Regions from separate parts of the Mus musculus genome. Here region 1 is linked to region 2. A link is a contact called in public Hi-C data. All regions are on one chromosome and are shown on one strand. The core of a region is the stretch at or near the end of the contact, and the rest is flanking DNA. Distances in the headings are between cores, read along the strand shown. Region 1 has its middle 78 kb from the start of 4930518J21Rik. Region 2 holds the start of Hpgd (hydroxyprostaglandin dehydrogenase 15 (NAD)).

The links. A called contact is a pair of places that touch in the nucleus more often than the background predicts.
Region 1: a Hi-C map of liver shows a contact between it and region 2, with 3 times the contacts expected there. The contact joins the enhancer-like site here to the promoter of Hpgd in region 2. A contact is called at or near these places in 6 of 39 promoter capture datasets (the 3T3-L1 cell line, 3T3-L1-derived adipocytes, the C10 cell line and 3 more), 3 of 484 Hi-C or Micro-C datasets (adipose-derived mesenchymal stem cells, liver and ventricular fibroblasts), 2 of 115 datasets of contacts at active chromatin or transcription factors (embryonic stem cells and microglia) and 1 of 9 other capture datasets (liver).

Annotation. Positions count from the first base shown.
Region 1 is chr8:56,405,287-56,409,219 of GRCm38.p6, reverse strand. No RefSeq gene overlaps it. Among named protein-coding and RNA genes, the nearest start is that of 4930518J21Rik, 78 kb to the left of the region's middle. Within about 2 kb of position 1,784, at least 7 of the 459 cell types and tissues checked have an H3K27ac peak or open chromatin away from gene starts, as enhancers often do. A contact at or near this core is called in liver, where this site is marked.
Region 2 is chr8:56,292,860-56,296,620 of GRCm38.p6, reverse strand. It overlaps Hpgd (hydroxyprostaglandin dehydrogenase 15 (NAD)), which reads right to left and starts at 2,069. Exons shown (of 7, transcript NM_008278.2): 1 at 1,909-2,069; 2 at 1,559-1,682. The coding sequence starts at 2,001.

The DNA of each region.
Region 1 (3,933 bases), core at 535-3,034, 110 kb before region 2:
TTAAAGGGCTTAAGACTAAGCCACACCAAATGTATTTTATTTGACTTTGCTCTCTGGCCCCTATTAAAGCAAATGTTTGAGATGGAACGTTAGGGTGTTGTGAATTTGGCAGTACTCCAGCCTGACTTTTAGCCTTTCCTATTTAACACATGCCCCCTTAAGAAATCTCCCATTTTATTCTGTCTGTCTGTCTCTACCTCTCCTGTCTCCAATCTGAGGTGGCCTTTTGTTCTCCCCCCCAACCCCCAATTAACCTCTTGCATTACATCTGTTGGGTGGTGTGATCTCCTTGAAGCACACCTTGGCCCCCAATCTGCCTAGGATACCTTTTTGTCACTTCACCTTAGCATAGGGCCTTTTGATATACTAAGCAAATAGTTTACCACTGATCTATACTTCCAGATCACCACATTTTAATTCTTTTTCAAAAGTATGAAAAAGACTGGAAGATTGGTACTTGCCTATAGTACCAGCTACAGGCTTAAAGGAAGTTTATATGCACAAGACCTACTTGTTTTCTAGGTAGTTCAGGGTCAGCCTGGACAACTTATGTGATCTTATTTCAAACTCTAATTTAAAAAGAGCAGGGTGTGTTTGAGAAATAATGCCAAGGATAAACTACTTGTTAGGTGAGTGTAAGGACTGAAGTTTAAATTGCCAGCAGTCGTGCCAAGGCTAGGGCAAGCAGGTCCCTAGAGCAAGCTGGGGTAGCAAAAATCAGGAAGTCTGGGCTCAACAAGAAACATGCTTCAATAAACTAGAGCAGGATCAAGAATGACGACAGGCATCAACTTAAGCTCTTTGTATGCATTGCACATTCACATATGTATATCTGCACATGCACATAGGAACATACAGGAGCATGAACAAAAATTTATAATTTTACCAGTGGATTTTAGTTGCTTCACATTCTTAAAACATCTATATATTCATACTTTCTGTATGAATATATCACTTATTTTTACAAAATGATATTTTGTATTTTATTAAGTGTTTTTGCCCAGTGATTAAATGTAAAATAAATTATAGTGTATTTCAATTCATATTATTAGTTTTATTATATAAAGTTTTACGTTAAAATTTTCCTTTAGTTTACTTTGAAATGCTTTTGAAATGAACATGATATTGTTTGGGAATTAGACTTACTTGAGTAAATATTTGAGCCAGGAGGAACCCTTGATCATAACAACCCAGATGGGAAATGACCAAAGGCAGTCAGCTAGATGAACTTTGAAGTGTTCATTTCTACTTTTATAATTCATAGAAGGTGCCTAGGGATGTTGTGGTCCTTAATCCTTAATTTACTTCAAATAAGACTTTGCTTTTAGAAGATTCTGGTAAGACTAATATAGTAGTTAAAAATTCAGCCCCAGCAACTAGCCATTAACTTTAAAGTTGATCATATGTCAAAACAGGAGTAAACAGTGTGTTAGATTAGCTCACAAAGGCCATCTTCTGATGCCTTGACTCAGAATTCTCACATCATTAAATGTCCTGGTGGGAGGGGGAGGGTGGAGGGTGGGGTGGAGGGGCAAGTGTCTCTCTTTGAAATACAGTCTCTCTCAGAATATATTGCGAGTCACTTATTAGTTTAACAAATTCAACCAACATCAACATTCCAAATCACTACCAATTCGCTGTCTTCAAAATGATTTAATCATTAACTTCAAAAACTAAAGGAAAGGTTCACAGCAGTTAGGATTTTGTTTGATCCTTTAATCTGTGGTACAAAATGTCTTAATAGAAGTGGTTTGCCCAGGTAGGCTGGCAGAAGACTTTTATTGCTTTATTCACTTTACCTGTGTATTTGCTAGGACCATGTTTTATTGGCCTGTTTCTAAACTCTCCCACTCCCTGCCCAGAGGCTGGAATTTTGGAGCTAACATGAACATCCCATAATTTTAGAAATATAGAAGCTACATTCTGAAAGATTTTTTTTTCCTTTAGGGGATTTCTTTTCATTATGGAAAGTATTCCACAATGGTAATGAATTAACAAGAGTAATCTACTCTTCAACACTTAGGAGAGAATCAGTCTTTCCTGGGGATGATCCCTTTAATTGTTTATCCTAAAAAAGTGGTCAATCCAGAAATCATACACACACACACACACACACACACACACACCAAAAACAAACTCAGTAGATTGTATTTATATATTTATGCATTTATAGTAAAATGTAATAATAATAATAATACCATCAATTTGAGAAGTGGGGGTAGTTTGGGGAGAGAAAAGGGAAAGGAAAGAAATATTTAGTTGCATTTTCATTAAAAATTAATTTAATCAAATTAAGAATAAGATACAGCAGAAGTGATAGGTTTGGAGCACCTGGAAATGCAGCCTTTTTTTTTTTTTTGGAAGACATATCCCCAAATATAGGTGAACTGATAGAAGAACTAGAGTAAACTAGCTCTAACTGATAACTGAATGAGATAAAAATGCCATGTCGCTTCCCTAATTTCTTTTGAAATTAACTTTTATATATTTTATTAGCATACCTTATTATATACAATAGTGAGATGCCTTATGACATTTTATATATGAATACAATGTATTTTGATGATATTCACTTTCTATTACCCCTTTTTTCTTCCACTCTCATTACCTCTTTAATTTCTTTTTATTGGTTTGGAGTCACAACATGGCCTATTCTATTGCTTAAAAGATAGGGCAGAGTTAGTTGCATCAGAGTGCAGTAATCTAGTATGAGAGTTTTAGTTAGGGTTTCTATTAGTGCTATAAAACACCATGGTCATAAACAACTTGACAATGAAAGAGTTTTTTTTTTTCCATTTATAATTCAAAAGTCACATTCCATTGCTGAAGGAAGTCATGCTAGGAACAAAAACAGAGCAAAAATCTAGAGATAGGAACTGGTACAGAAGTCATGAAGGAGTGCTGCTTCCTTACCTTGCTCCCCAGGGCTTGCTCAGCCTGCTGTCTTACAGCACCTAGGACCACCTGCCTAAGGACGGCACCACTCCCTGTAGGGTGGGCCCTCTCATCAAGAAAATGCACCACATGCTTGCCCGCAGACTAATTTGGTGGAGGTATTTTTTTTTTCAACTGAGATTCCATCTTCCAAATGTGTCAAATTGACATAAAATGTAGCCAACACAAAAGGTGAAAATAGCAGATAACTATCCTAAAGATCAGCTGTTGGAACACCAAAGAGATCTTTAACTACAAGCTTTTCTTCCCACATGTTTTGTTCCCAGAAATAAGAACTCTTGAGACTAATTATTTATTAATAAATGCTTAGACCATAAGTTTCAGCTTGTTCTCTGACTAGCTCTTAACTTGTTACCTCTTTAATTTTCTTTTAAGTCAAGTTCAGCTAAATGGCTAGTTTCCTCTCCTCATATCCATCTCCTCAGCTTTCTGGGGCAAATCTCTTTCCAATCCCCTTGACTTTTTCCCAGATGTCCCACCTCCTATTTCCTTCCTCAGCTCATTGGTCTTTGTTGTTGTTGTTGTTAACAGGTGATGCTTATATCTGAGTCACTCTACATAGATCCTTATCCTTTTCCCCATACAAACGACAGAATCATAATTAGAGAAGAAAAGTTTTGTTTCTTTTGGAAAGTATTGAGGACCACTATAGTGGAGTAGAACTAGGTAAGAAGGTTCACAAAATATAGTTAGAGTATAATTAATAGTATTGCCCTCTGGCATCAGATCTCTTTCACTGGCCAGTGCAATCATCATTCAGTCGCTCTAAAACTGGCTGATAACTCACATTATCATGGTTCTTTTGTACAAAACTGTTCTGGGTAGGACCTATGTCTCTAGAAAATGCCAAGTTAACTCTTCTCTTCATGGAGGTGTAGAAAGTTGGCCCGTTGCTTTACAGTCTGTCTATCTGTATTCTTCAATATGTTCTCTGCTATTTCCCAAGGTATCAGACTAAAATTAATCTCCGCCTGAGAC
Region 2 (3,761 bases), core at 820-3,319:
CATTGAGATTTCAGCTCAAGTGACTTAGAAGTTTAGCTCCTTCTGTCATGTACATGCTATGATCCTCTTTATAATTTGTCTGAACATTTTGTGCTATTCTGGTTTGCTGATTTTCACCATAACGTATCTAGATGGGCTGCAGGAACCCTTTCAGCTCTGTGTCTTTATGAGCCCAATGTATCTAAACAGTCTTAAAAGTTGTGGGCAGCCCTAAGTTCTGAAGTTTCAAGAATCCTTTCCTTTTATGTATGAGGGTCTCTAAACAAGGTGGGGACTTCTTATGATAGACAGGTCTTCTGGGCCATTTACTGTGTGCTTGAGGTTCCTTCACAATCACTTAATGTTTAAGGAATATATTCGTAGACATGATACTCATTTTAAATACTGGCAGAATAACACATTAAATACCATGCGTGAAGCCATATAATTTATCTTTACTGGTCCCTAGTCCAGTAGCATGAATGTTGGGACTGGGCATGACTGTCATTGAAACTAAATGATATAGTATCAATAAAACCATTCTCTGGCAAAGGATGTTCTATTATGACTTCTCTTAAAGATCTCTTCTACTCATAAAGGCTACCTCTACTATCGGACAGATTAGCATTTTCAGATGTTAATGATGTTCTCTTTAATCCAATTACCCCTATCTTAGGTCCACTGTCTTCTAATGGATCCGTCCATTTTTATTCATAGGGTATATTCTAAGATGTAAGAAACCTAAGATCTCAGGATTCCATTGATAGACACTGTAGAGCAGGTTGGGTTTGTATTCTGACTTCCAGATTAAAAAGGTGCCTACCGATTTACTTTGTTTATTTGAACAATGCCCTTTGAAACATCTTTTTTTTTTCTATATTTTCCTGGAGAAATTATCTTTAGGGAAATCCTTTGAGCCCTCTATACAGCCAGTGTGCATTGCTGATGACAATATTCTTCCTGACATTTCACAAGTAGATGGATCTATTTTAAGAGACCACAGAAAAACAGGAAAACATTGGGGAAAAGCGATAGAGCCTTTTCTTCTTTAATTCTAAAGAAGAAGAAATTTAACGCCATACAGTTATTATTTTAAGTGCCATCTTAGAGGGGAAACCGAGCAAAGATCTGGCTAAAAGCAATTGCTTTGCCTGTGACCATGACCTGGAACTTGGCGTCTGAAGTGTCTAAGCGAAAGGCACGCTGAGTTTGATTGTTATTGGAGAAGTCTTCCAGCTCTCTGAGAACTGCTTGCCATAGTTCCGCAGCCTGTCCCCCTCACTGGGTAATTAACTGTAGCAGCACTGTCTTCGAATACACAAAAGATTTGATTACATTCTGTGCTGCCAAGTGGCTAAAACAGAAGGATTTCTTAGGCAGTCCTGTCTTACTTTTTATGTCCATTGGGTTATCAGAAAGAAGCACAGAAATTCAAACTATCCATTGGAGTTAGAAGGTCACAGCTTCCCGTGAGAGAGCGTTGCTGGCTCTCAGCCTTGTCTGCTCCTACCTGGCAGTCAGGTTGCTGCTTGCACAAGGTGTGTTCCCGAGTCTATGGATTGATTCCCCAACGTCTTACCTCTCAGTTGTTTCTGGTCAGCCACATCACACTGGACGAACAGTGTCTTCTGAGGTTCGAACTGCTCATCTAGGGCAGCTTTACATTTTACACCTGCCTCAAGATTCCAATCCACCAATGCTACCTACAAACAAGAAAAGAGGGAGCGGGTCTCCTATGAAGGAAACAGCCGCCACCAAGCCACAGACACACAAGCAATGGATAAAAAAGACGCTCCCTTCTTAGACCTCAGAATGTGCTCATCCAAGTTCGGGTTCTCTGCCAGCAGCGTTGGAGGTCGGCTTGCGAGCCTGGGGCTCGGCACCCCAGGGGCTCCGGCGGCGTGTGGGTGGACACGGAGAAGTCCTTACCTTGGCGCCATGGAGCAGCAGAGCCTCAGCGAAGGCTTTGCCTATGCCCTGTGCCGCGCCGGTCACCAGAGCCACTTTGCCGTTCACGTGCATGGCGGGTCGCGTCTCTGCGGGTGGTGGGCGAGCTCAGAGTCTGGACGCCGCAGCAGCTTTTATAGCCCACTCCGTGCGCGTGTGCAGCGGCCCTAGGAGCTCTCTTGCCAGTGGGCGGGGATGAAACTGTCAAGCCAGCGCCTAGGAAACCGACATTGTGTCACCTGCCCCTGAGCACCAGGGTAGGGTCGGCGCACAAGGTGATCTTTGCCTTCTAGGCTTTCAGCTGTTGCAGATTCCCCAGCAGGAATTTTCCCCAAGCCTCTGGCTGCATGAACACAGTGAGCTAAGAGAGGAAAAGCTGAAAGGAAGGAAGACAAACTTTCTGGAAAAGTTTCTTGAACGACTCAAAAGTTAATCTTACAGGAGAGAAGAGAAGAGGCTTGGAAACTTGGATTTCTCCTCACAGCCTCAATAAATATTAAATTAAAAGCAAGCAAAAGAAGGAATCAAAAACAATATTTTAAGGGGCGTTGCTGTGCACGTGTGTGTGTGTGTGTTAAGCTTTTTCATAACTTCTCATTTCATAAACAAATATAGTTATGGGCTTGGGGTGAGTGAGGATAACGCTTTTATTTACTGACGTTTTGTACAAACAGTGAGCACAAGAGTTTAATTTTGCTCTGACTCCCAAAACCTGAATCGTGTTCCAACGCCAGAGTTTTAAGAATCTTCCTGGAGTTTCTGTCTCAGATCAGTGTCCATTGTGTGTCATATTGAACTGTCCTTAGTCATGCCAGCATCAGTGGTAGCCTTGCATATTGTGATTTTGATGGAAGTTTACTTGCTGGACCACCTTGGCTCCTATGGCTCAGTAATCCAGATTTGGTATTGAGGTCCCCAGACCTGCAGGAACTGGAGCCCTGACTTTATGCCAGGGTGACTGTTTGCCAGGACACGAGTCCACTGACTAAGTCCCTTTCTCACGTTCACAGCGGCAGGCTTCAAAGTGCGTTCTGTCAGTTTAATTCATTGGCATTTATTTTCAGGCACAAAGACATCTGAGCACGCGGGAAGCCCGAGATTAACAGCAGAATGAGTTCTTTGTGTACTTTGCCTGCTTAGTGAAGGAAGCCTTGGTGAATGTGCCCGGTTCCTCAGGGAAGTGTTTGGAGAGGCTGCAGAAAATACAGAGTTGGTGTTAAGCCAACTGGTTTCAAAGTTGCCTTGAAACTAGATCTTGAAAAAAAATGCTGAGAAGATAGGAACATATTTATATCCAGCATTGTACTGAGAAGGGGAAGTAGAGGCACTGTATTTTAATTTTTTCTTTATTCTAGAGAATTTCATGCACATATACAAGGAAATATGTCTTGCTCCCTCCAAGTTTCCTCAGATGCCCGAACAACCCCTCCTCTCTTATTGTTTTTTTTCTCCCAAGTAAACTGCTAAGTTCAGTTAGTCCTACCCGTATACATTTGGGTGTGGGACTCGTCACTGAAACTCACCAGTGGGTGTATGTAAGGGCTTGATGTTGAATGAGAACAGCAGAGACAAATAAGAAGAAGACAGGCAAATAACAGAAAGCCAGGGCTGAAGGCTTGAGAAAAAGAACACATCTTCACCAGGAAGGATTTGCCCAAAGCTAGAAAAACAAAGCAAAACAAACAAAACAAAAAACAAAAACAGCTACTGCACTATGAGTGAAGATGTCTGAAGAGCAGTGGCTTTGCAGCGCTCAACAGAGAGGAACCGTTCCAAAAGTCAAGTGGTCCCTAAAGCTTTGATGGAGATGAGCGCCACATTTGGCAAAAGGTTTT